Linked DNA regions of Mus musculus: region 2 is linked to region 1. A link is a contact called in public HiChIP or PLAC-seq data. All regions are on one chromosome and are shown on one strand. The core of a region is the stretch at or near the end of the contact, and the rest is flanking DNA. Distances in the headings are between cores, read along the strand shown.

The links. HiChIP or PLAC-seq counts read pairs in DNA pulled down with a chosen protein or histone mark.
Region 2: a contact with region 1 is called in an H3K27ac HiChIP or PLAC-seq map of embryonic stem cells, with 10 read pairs. The contact joins two enhancer-like sites. A contact is called at or near these places in 3 of 484 Hi-C or Micro-C datasets (cortical neurons and embryonic stem cells), 2 of 115 datasets of contacts at active chromatin or transcription factors (both in embryonic stem cells) and 2 of 9 other capture datasets (adipose tissue and embryonic stem cells).

Annotation. Positions count from the first base shown.
Region 1 is chr11:88,840,193-88,844,858 of GRCm38.p6, reverse strand. It overlaps Akap1 (A kinase (PRKA) anchor protein 1), which reads left to right. Exons shown (of 11, transcript NM_001042541.1): 2 at 1-600; 3 at 3,557-3,690. Among named protein-coding and RNA genes, the nearest start is that of 4930556N13Rik, 9.1 kb to the left of the region's middle. Within about 2 kb of position 2,163, at least 41 of the 459 cell types and tissues checked have an H3K27ac peak or open chromatin away from gene starts, as enhancers often do. A contact at or near this core is called in embryonic stem cells, where this site is marked.
Region 2 is chr11:89,019,816-89,024,948 of GRCm38.p6, reverse strand. It overlaps Trim25 (tripartite motif-containing 25), which reads right to left. Exons shown (of 9, transcript NM_009546.2): 9 at 4,656-5,133. Among named protein-coding and RNA genes, the nearest start is that of Gm11496, 23 kb to the right of the region's middle. Within about 2 kb of position 2,353, at least 77 of the 459 cell types and tissues checked have an H3K27ac peak or open chromatin away from gene starts, as enhancers often do. A contact at or near this core is called in embryonic stem cells, where this site is marked.

The DNA.
Region 1 (4,666 bases), core at 914-3,413:
GGGCCACCACAGTGGGCAAGACTGTGGCACAAGTGCACCCAACCTCGGCCACTCAGCCTAAGGGGAAGGAGGAGAGCTGTGTTCCAGCCAGCCAGGAAACTAGCTTGGGACAAGACACCTCAGATCCTGCTTCCACCAGAACAGGTGCCACTGCCAGCCCTTCAGCAGAAGCTCTGCCACCAAAGACCTATGTAAGCTGTCTCAGCAGCCCTCTGTCAGGCCCCACCAAGGACCAGAAGCCAAAGAACTCTGCACATCACATCTCCCTGGCTCCCTGCCCACCGCCAGTCACCCCCCAGAGGCAGTCTCTGGAGGGGGCAAGTAACCCGAGAGGTGATGACAACTTTGTCGCCTGTATGGCCAACAACAGCCAGAGTGTCCTTTCAGTTAGCTCCTTGGGGCAGTGCTCAGATCCTGTCAGTACTTCGGGGCTTGAAGACTCTTGCACAGAGACCATCTCAAGCTCCGGAGACAAAGCTATGACCCCACCACTGCCAGTCAGTACTCAGCCCTTCAGCAACGGGGTGCTGAAGGAGGAGCTGTCAGACTTAGGGACCGAGGATGGATGGACCATGGATACAGAAGCAGATCACTCAGGAGGTAGGAAGGTCTTGGGGTGCTTTCTTGATGAATCTGGGAGGGGTCCCATTATTTGCTAGAAGGCAACAAGCTACTGGCCACCCTTACCTTCTGCCACTTGTGCAACAAAACAATGCTGCCCATCCCTGTGTTATCCAGCCACCTGTACAGATGGATACCCGAGAAGTCAGGTGATCACATGAGACCCTAATGGCTATGAGAGTTGTCCGTGGGTTCACTAGCCAGGGAACCTCCCCAGACCTTTAGAAGGGACCACGTCTGTTGGGTCCACCAGTCAGCCTTAGTGCCTCTTCTCCTTTGGACACATGCCCTTGGAGGGGCCTTTGGGGCCTCCTTAGTGGTCCCTCCCAAGTGCCAGGAATGGGTGAGCATCTCTTAATGGCCGACTTCCTTTACTTATGTGCTTGTTCCGTGTCTCCACCTGCTCTCCTCAGAAGCCCTCGAAGGGTAAGTTCACCCAGGACAGCCGCAGCTTCGAGCGCTGGTGGGAGGCTCGAGCTGTCTGCGGTTGTTGCTGTGATCGCCTCCTTTGCAGAGCCTCAGCCGTCCTTTCTCTGTGCAGTTGCAGCTCCACCCCAGGAAAGAGGGCACTTTGGTAACGGAGGGTGCACTGGGTTTTTCGAGTGCTGACCCCAGCCAGCGTAGACAGTTCAGACCGCTAACTTACAGGTCAGCAGCAGCTCCTGACCCTGCTTTGCAGCTCCCCGGGGTGTGTTCTCTCCTAGTGACCTCCAAGCAGGTCATGGCTTGTTTGGCCCGGAGTGTTCCCAACCGGTTTCGTCCAGGAAGCTTGGGCATTTGTCTCGGGTGTTTTACTATTGTCATTAGAATCTGGGGTGGGGGTACCACACTTCGGGATTTTTACACCCAAGATGCTGTTGCTTGAGACTTGAGACCATGGTGACTTAACATACCTCTAAAAGGAAGTACCTTCTTTCTGCCCATTGTAACTGTGGAGGCCAGATAATGTATTATACATCTTATGCTATAGTGCTAAAAGGCTAAGATTAAAAAAAAGAATGATCGGGCGTGGTGGCGCACGCCTTTAATCCCAGCACTCGGGAGGCAGAGGCAGGCGGATTTCTGAGTTCAAGGCCAGCCTGGTCTACAAAGTGAGTTCCAGGACAGCCAGGGCTATACAGAGAAACCCTGTCTCAAAAAACCAAAAAAATAAAAAAATAAAAAAAATAAAGTTAAATTAAAAAATAAAAGAAAGATAGATCTGCATCTTAAAATGGGCAAAAAGGAAGGCTTTTAAAAATATTTTAAGAATAAAGAATAAAGAGTTTTCTATTTGTCCGGTGCCCATTATTGTAATGAATGAGCCCCTCAGGTTTGTAGCTGTGTGGATGCCTGAGGCTTCTGAGCATAGCTCTAGAGAAGAGACCTTAATCAATGGGTGGGGAGGCAGGGTAGCCCATCAGTCATAGCCTGGGGGTAGTGACTGGGGCGTGTTCAGCGGGTGCCAAGCCACACTGGTGTTTTCAGGTTAGCCTTAACCCTGCTTGTGTGCTTCCCTAGAGGCCGGAGGTAAGGGGCTGGGCTGGGAACAAGGCCTGGCGTGGCTCTGAGTTACTCCTGGGAGCCACTGACACGCAGGTATTGGCTAGTCTAGTTCTCTTGGACAGAGGTTAGGGGCTTTGTGGTAAAATCCCCCACCAGCCTATTTTACTTCAAGATGGCCGCCCAAGGTGCTGCTTTCTCGTGTGGGTGGGTGATGTCCTCTGCCGGAAGTCTCGTGCTGAGGGAGGTCACTTGAGGGAGATCACCTTGGAGGTCTCTTCCTTGTCTAGGGGTGGAGAGTGGCATAGTCTTTTTTTTTTTTTTTTTTTTTCCGAGACAGGGTTTCTCTGTGTCGTCCTGGCTGTCCTGGAACTCACTTTGTAGACCAGGCTGGCCTCGAACTCAGAGATCCACCTGCCTCTGCCTCCTGAGTGCTGGGATTAAAGGGGTGCACCACCACCGCCCGGCAGGCATAGTCTTTTATATCCAGACAGTGTATGGATTGCTTGGAAAAGAATCATGTCCTGAGTTTGGGGAAACCAGGTGGGAAATAGGCTTACAGGAGTGATGTGTTTCAGGCCCCATTGAGTTTGGTATTTCAGCCAGGGCCGTATCTCCTAACTTGCCCTGGATGTCCCTGGTGTTTATTTGATCTCCTCTTCCTCTTCCTCTTCTTCTTCCTCCTTCTCCTCTTCCTTTTGTCATGTCCTATGGAAGAGTTGAGTGGCCTAAGTTGGTTCCAGAGTCACATTCTCCACTGTTCTCTTGGAGTAAGCGTTGGTTTCTCTCACCAAGGGCCTTTTGAATCATCCCATATTCAGAGCTTCACAAGCCTGTCCCAAAAGGGGAAGGAAGGAGGCCCACCTGCCTTTGTTTTTACCTGGCAGAGATTAGCAGGCCCTCAGCAGGCCGGAGAAATGGGACCCTCAGAAGGCTATCTTACTGTGATTGCCCAACATACCCAGGACACCCTCTCCCCGAAGCCTTGTCCTTGGAGACTAGAGATCCTTGGTCTGAGGGGCTGGGACATTTGGAAAGGGATTAAGGTGATTGTGACAAGAAGGTCAAGGCTTGCTTCTGGAACTATGTAGATCTGTGAGTCATCTTGTTGGCTCCCTTCCCCGATATACCCTGTATAAGCCCCTCCCTGGGTATAGAGTGTACCTCTTCCTAGCTTACCACGTGTGTGTCTGTCCTAGCAGCTGTGGCTAGGCACGGCTGCCAGATAAGCAAGCAGGACTGTTTAGTGACGGGCTAAAATTAGGTGCCTTAGTACGCTAAGCCTCCTTTCATTGGGTTGCCTGAGCCTTCTAGTCTGTGGTGTCTGCCAAGCTTGCAGAGGGGTATATGTGTGCAGGACCCCCCAGAATTGTAAATTTGGGAAGCTTTGATAGTTACGGCTGAGCTGGTGTCTGTGTGTGTGTGTGTATATATGTCACTTCCTCCCCTGCAGGTTCTGACGGGAACAGTATGGATTCAGTGGATAGCTGTTGCGGGCTTACCAAGCCCGATAGCCCCCAGAGTGTCCAGGCAGGCTCCAACCCTAAGAAGGTTGACCTTATCATCTGGGAGATCGAGGTGCCAAAGGTAAGGGCAGTGACCTCCCTGTACCCTGGATTCTGTGGGAGCTCAAAGTTCCCTCAGTGACAGGGTTAAAGGATGCCAGCGAATTCCATTAGATGGACCAAGCTGGGAAGCTGCAGGAAGACCATCTTCCCTCACTTCCCTGCTTTCTGGGTCCTCCAGGCTGCTCTGTGTGGGTTGGGGCTCGGTCTTCCCTGAATGCTAGAAAACATCAGTTGGAGGAGTGAGCGCCAGAGCCTCCCTGCTCCTCACTGTAAAGGTGTCTAGATGACTTAGCTGAGCTCAGCTGCTGTAAAATCCAGAGAGCCTGGGGCAGAAGCGCAGGCAGGCAGGCAGGCAGGCAGCCCGCCCTGAGCGGCTGTGTGTGAGCATGCTCATTCCCCTCACCTCACACCCTGTGATTACTAAACAAGCCAAGATTGTGGTGTCTTAATTAATACTTCTAAATATTTAACAATTTAATTTTCCCGTGCTGGTTTTTAAAAACATTGTTTTAACTGCATTGTGCATTGTATGAATGGCTGGTGCTTCACCAGCCCCCAGCGCCTGAGTAGTTTTCTAGCCCCTTGCTGTTAGAACTTAACAACTTATTAGTGTTTATCGCCGGGGTTCAGAAGTAATTGGCAGACTACCGAATCCCAGGGCGCTTGGCTCCATGCTGAGCTGGGGAGACTCAGTCTGAACTTTGGGTCAAGACTCCTCTGCTGACCCCGGGCTGCTGGCTCCCATGGTAGTTTCCTTCCCTCGTGACCTTGTTATCAGTCCTGCCCTCAGTGGTCACAGAGGGCATAGTGAGGCAGGCCCTGGGTGAGTAGGGACCGTGTCCCTTGCCACCCTCCAGGGCTGGGGTCATTAAGAATTGTTGAGGAGCTTGTCTTACATTATGCTTACGGCTGGCGTCTTCTGTTTGCCGTGAACTCTGGTGCACTGGGCACTTGTATATGCTGTTAGTGGTAGGGTGGGAGTGTTGCATGTTCTC
Region 2 (5,133 bases), core at 1,104-3,603, 180 kb before region 1:
GGTGTGTCTGAAGACAGCTACAGTGTACTTATTTATAATGATAATAAGTAAATCTTTGGGCTGGAGTGAACAGGGCTGGAGAGAGCAGAGGTCGTAAATTCAATTCCCAGCAACCACACGGTGGCTCACAGCCATCTGTACAGCTACAGTGTGCTCATATACATAAAATAAGTAAATAAATAAATCTTATAAATAAACAAAGCATCCCTGGAATGTCACTCAGTAATAGCGGATGCTCCCCTAATATGTCCACGCCCCTATGTTCAAACACCAATATGAGAAGGCAGCAGTAAACTGGAACTCTAGCAGTGACTTCTGACCTACTTTCAGTGTCCAGAGGCAAAATTCTCTTTTCCTCCCAATCCTGTGGCATCTGGACCTCCGGCTGCTTTGCTGGCTGCCTTCCAGGCAAGTGACGGAGAAGAAGTCACTCCCGGGCACTGCTGGAGTGTGCTTAAAGGTCTATCTTGAAACAGACTCATTATGCGTCACTAGAAAGAAGGAAGAAACGGGGAACTAGAAACTGATCCACCCAGCCATTGGGCTCATAGGACAAAGTTCAGTTACACAGCAGCCACAAGCATCCAGGGGCAGGCCAACCTTTCTGTTGACATTTCTTAGAGTGTTACTCTGGGAGGGACTGCACAGTTAACACTTCCTGTTTCTGTAGTAAATTTAGATGTTTGTGCGTCAGTGTGCGTCAGTGTGTGTGTGTGTGTGTGTGTGTGTGTGTGTGTGTGTGTGTGTGTGTGACAGGATTTACATTATTATGTTCATGTGGCTGTACATCTGTCTGTACACAGTTGTGTGAGTGTCAGTGCAGGTGCCCTAGAAGCCAGACTAGGGCTTTAGATTTTTTTTAATTCTTTTTTAAAAAGATATATTTATGTATTTATAAGTACACTGTAGCTGCCTTCAGACACAACAGAAGAGGGCATTCAATCCCATTACAGATGGTTGTGAGCCACTATGGGTTGCTGGGAATTGAACTCAGGACCTCTGGAAGAGCAGACACTGCTCTTTTTAGCCCTGGCTGTCCTGGAACTCACTTTGTAGACCAGGCTGGCCTCGAACTCAGAAATCCGCCTGCCTCTGCCTCCTGAGAGCTGGGATTAAAGGCGTGCACCACCACGCCCGGCTCGAAATAATATTTTTTAGACATTAGATGAGGTCGTTTCTATGGATCCTCTCACAGTTAGTTGAATACAAGTTGCTTTAGAAGAGGTGAGAGAAAGGCCAGAAAGAAGACATACAAACACCAACGCCCTGACTCTGGCACTCTGGAATGTGGTGTCCTGAGTTGTCTTGGAACTTTGCCAGTAAGGTTCTGCTAGCCTAGTAGAACGGTGTCTTAGTCAGTGTGCTATTGCTGTGAAGAGCCACCATGACCACTGAGGCAACTCTTATAAAAAGGAAGCATTTGATTGGGGGCTTGTTTGCAGCGTCAGAGGATTCCTCCATTGTTGTCACGGCAGGGAGCATGATATCCTGGAGCCTGATCCAAAAGGGAAGAGAGGGAGGGAGGGAGGGAGAGAGAGAGAGAGAGAGAGGGAGAGAGAAAGAGAGAGAGAGAGAGAGAGAGAACCTGAGCCTAGTCACACCTGTTGATCCTTTCCTTTCAAACAGTTCCATTCCCTAGTGACTAAACCTTCAAATATATGAGCCTGTGGCAGTAGCCATTCGTATTCAAACCACCACAGAGGGCATACATCTACAGTCTCAGCACTCAGGAAACTGAGGCAGGAAGATAGTGAATTTGAGGCTATAACATGGTGCATCAAAAACCCATTTTTTTTAAACAAAGCAAAACAAGTCCTGTTTCTATTGTAAAATTAAATATACTTTTCACGGGCTCCACAGATGTTACCTATGACTCTTAAAGTAAAAGCTCTGCATTAACCCCTCTAGCTCCCTGCACAGCCAAGGATAATGTGTTGTATTGTATTGTGTTGTGTTGTATTGTATTTTATTGTATTGTATTCACCATCCAAGCCCTGGAATATAAGCAATATCATGCCAGGTTTAGTTCTAAGGGTTCAAGTCTTCTTGCGCTTTTTTTTTTTTTCTTTTAAAGGCAATATTTTTCTGGATAGCAACCCTGTCTGTCCTGGAACTTATTATATAGACCAGGTTAGCCTCAAACTCAGAGAGATCTGCCTGTCTCTGTCTCCAGAGTGCTGAGACTAAAGGCCTGCGCCACCAGGTCCTTTTACAATCTGAGCAGGCGATCTGCTAAAGGAGCTACACACACCCTTATTTTTCTTGCCTTGCCTGCATGTGTAGGTGAGTGCTCTCTCCTTCTTCCTCTCTCCCTCCTCCCCTCTCCTTTTTGACAGATCTTGCTAAGCAACCAAGGCTGTGAGCGTAGTCCACGAGGGTGGGGCACGAGGCACACACAGAAGTCAGAAGACAACCAGCAGAAATCAGCTCTCTCCTGCCACGTGGGTCACAGGCTCCGCAGGCTCAGCAGCAAGCATCTCTTCCCACTGATCCATCTCACTGGCCCTCTGAGCACACTTGATCTAGAGAGTTGCCCTGTAACATCCTTAGACTCTCGTAAAGATTATAAGCTTTGTTTACTATCCCTTGTGACACACCACGGTAAGGATTCTTTCATTGCTACCATTTACAGCTCTGCCTTATCTCTGCCCAGTGCCCTTCAGGACTTTCCTATGCTCTGATAATAGCTTCCTTAGAAACACTTTGAATGATAACTCCCAGAGCCACCAAAACAGTATACTTGGCTATTGTTGGCAGGTAAGAACAGGTCTCTCTTGAGCACCCACACCCAGGACTTGGGTGTGTACTGGTTTTTTTCCAAGGCATCCTTCTCTCCACTAATGCCTTGCTTAAAAGCCTATTTTCTTCTTTGTAAGACTGATATCCACTTATCTGCACATCCCCATCTCATTCCCATGGAGTCCAGTGACAGTTGGATCCTCCAGGACCGGAGATACTGGTGTTTGTGAGCCCATGTGGGTGCCAGGAGTGGAACTCCAGATTTCTGCAAGAGCAGCAAGCTCTTTCAATCTGTGAACTGAAGTATCACGAGCCAAGCTCAGATAAAGTAGACACGCCAAGGACAGCCAAGCGGGCTGCCAGAAGGCTAGAAGCAGCTTCCTCGGCTCTGTGTTGAGGATTGTAAAGACGTTTCTGATATTTATTTATTCATTTTGTGTGTGGGTGCACATGTGGAGGTCAGAGGATGGATTCACCTCTTTCTAGCTCATGGCTCCCAGGGACGGGACTCTGACCATTTAGGCCCGAACGCCAGTTCCCTTACTCTTTGAGCCATCCCCCCCCCCCCAGGCCTTTAAAGAAGTTGTCATGAATATTTATGTGGTGACCCTCTTCCCTTTATTATGATGAACCTTTTGAGGTTGACCTTGAATCTCTCCTTTTGAGGGTACTTCCTCCCTATCTCCACAGAAGGGAAGGGGTATCAAAACCAAATGTTAATGATTTAACCATGTCTTTTGCGAACATAGTTCCTAGTGTAGCAAAACACGCCTATCTATGGCTGCAAGGATGTTTAACAGGGCCTGACCATGTGGGGATAAAGGTGCCAAGAAGTGGTTGTGACATTGCTTGGTTTTCTCCTCTCTCTCCTTCTTGGGGTGATCTTGGAATGGGGGAAGGCTTTCTTCGAAGGTGTTCTAACTCCTTTTGTGAAAGGGCAAAAGTGCTTTGTGCTTGCCATAAGGGATTCCCCAGGCTGCTGGAGCTGGCCAAGACCGGCCTTGTTTGTCTGTAGCATCCCCACCCCACCTCCCAACCCTGTCCTTCCTCTTATCTGGTCAGCTTGGCTGCCTCATTCCCTGCGACAAGCGTCATGCACCTTGTCATGAGTTCTCAGACGCACGCGCAGTGCTAACTTCAATGTTCATTTTAACACACACTTGTTTCCACCCTGACACAATCTCCACCAGGGGTCACTCTAATAGACCACAGACAACTTTAAAGTTGTTCCCAGCATTTGGGAGGAGGAAGCAGGGGGATGAGGGATCTTAGGTCACTCGCAGGTTCAAGTGTGGGTTAAAGGAGACTGTTTCAAACAATAGCCCCGCCTTTGGGGCTGAAGAGCTAGCTCAGCAGTTAAGCTTCCCCCTCTTGCCAGTACTTGTGTAGTGGGGCTCATCAGCACCCAGAGCTCCAGAGGACCCCAGCTCTCTTCCAGACTTCAGGGTGCACCTACACTCACATGGACACATTTCCACATTCACACACATGGCTTGCCTTGACTGAGTTACCACTCTTGAGTCTTATCTGAATGACAGTGTTCCGGGACAGATGAAATGGCATCTCTAAAGAGTCTCTGACATTGCGGGTCTTCCCAGGCTAAGTGAAGAAGCAAATCTAAGGAATGGTTTGTTAAAAGAACTGATGCGAGCCACCGGCTGCGGCTGCTCATCCTTGCAGGTCCCTCTGTCCCAGCAGCACCGCTGTACTGCACAGGGAGAATACGCCAGCCATTTTAGAGTTAAGTGTGGTGCCCCATGTTAAGGGACATAGTACCTCCACCCCCGCCGCCCCCCTTCCCCATGCTTTGCCTGGCCTCAGGCTCCACACACTGCCGAATACCTGCAAATCCTGGTAGAGACTGTGACCTGCCTCCCTCCCATTTTGGTCGTTTTGCAAAAGGCAGGACAATGTCGCACTTATGATTTGAACTTTATTCAAAAGAAAAAGAATCAGAAGCAGTCAAATAAAGACACAAACAGGGCAAGGTCTAGATGGGTCTCGAGCACACAGCCTCCCTGTCCTGCCGTCACAGGACACGGGTGCATCAGCCTAAAGCACAGCTATGTGTTCATCTGCAGGGAAATTGCACTAGGTCTCAACTGGAGCTGGAATTGAACCATCATCTGTAGACAGGATTCACAGAAGTCTTGGGCTGACCTCAACCCTGTAATCAATCACCAAGCTGGTAGTGGCTAGCTACCATGCTGGGTCATCTCTTGACATAAATTCCGCTGTGTCAGGCACAAGGCAGACAAATAACAATGGCACTCCATCCTCTCAGGAAATTCCGAGAACTTAAACACGCACTCATGCAAGCACAAGCGCGTGCGCACACACACACACACACACACACACACACACACACACACACACACACACACCCACACCAGC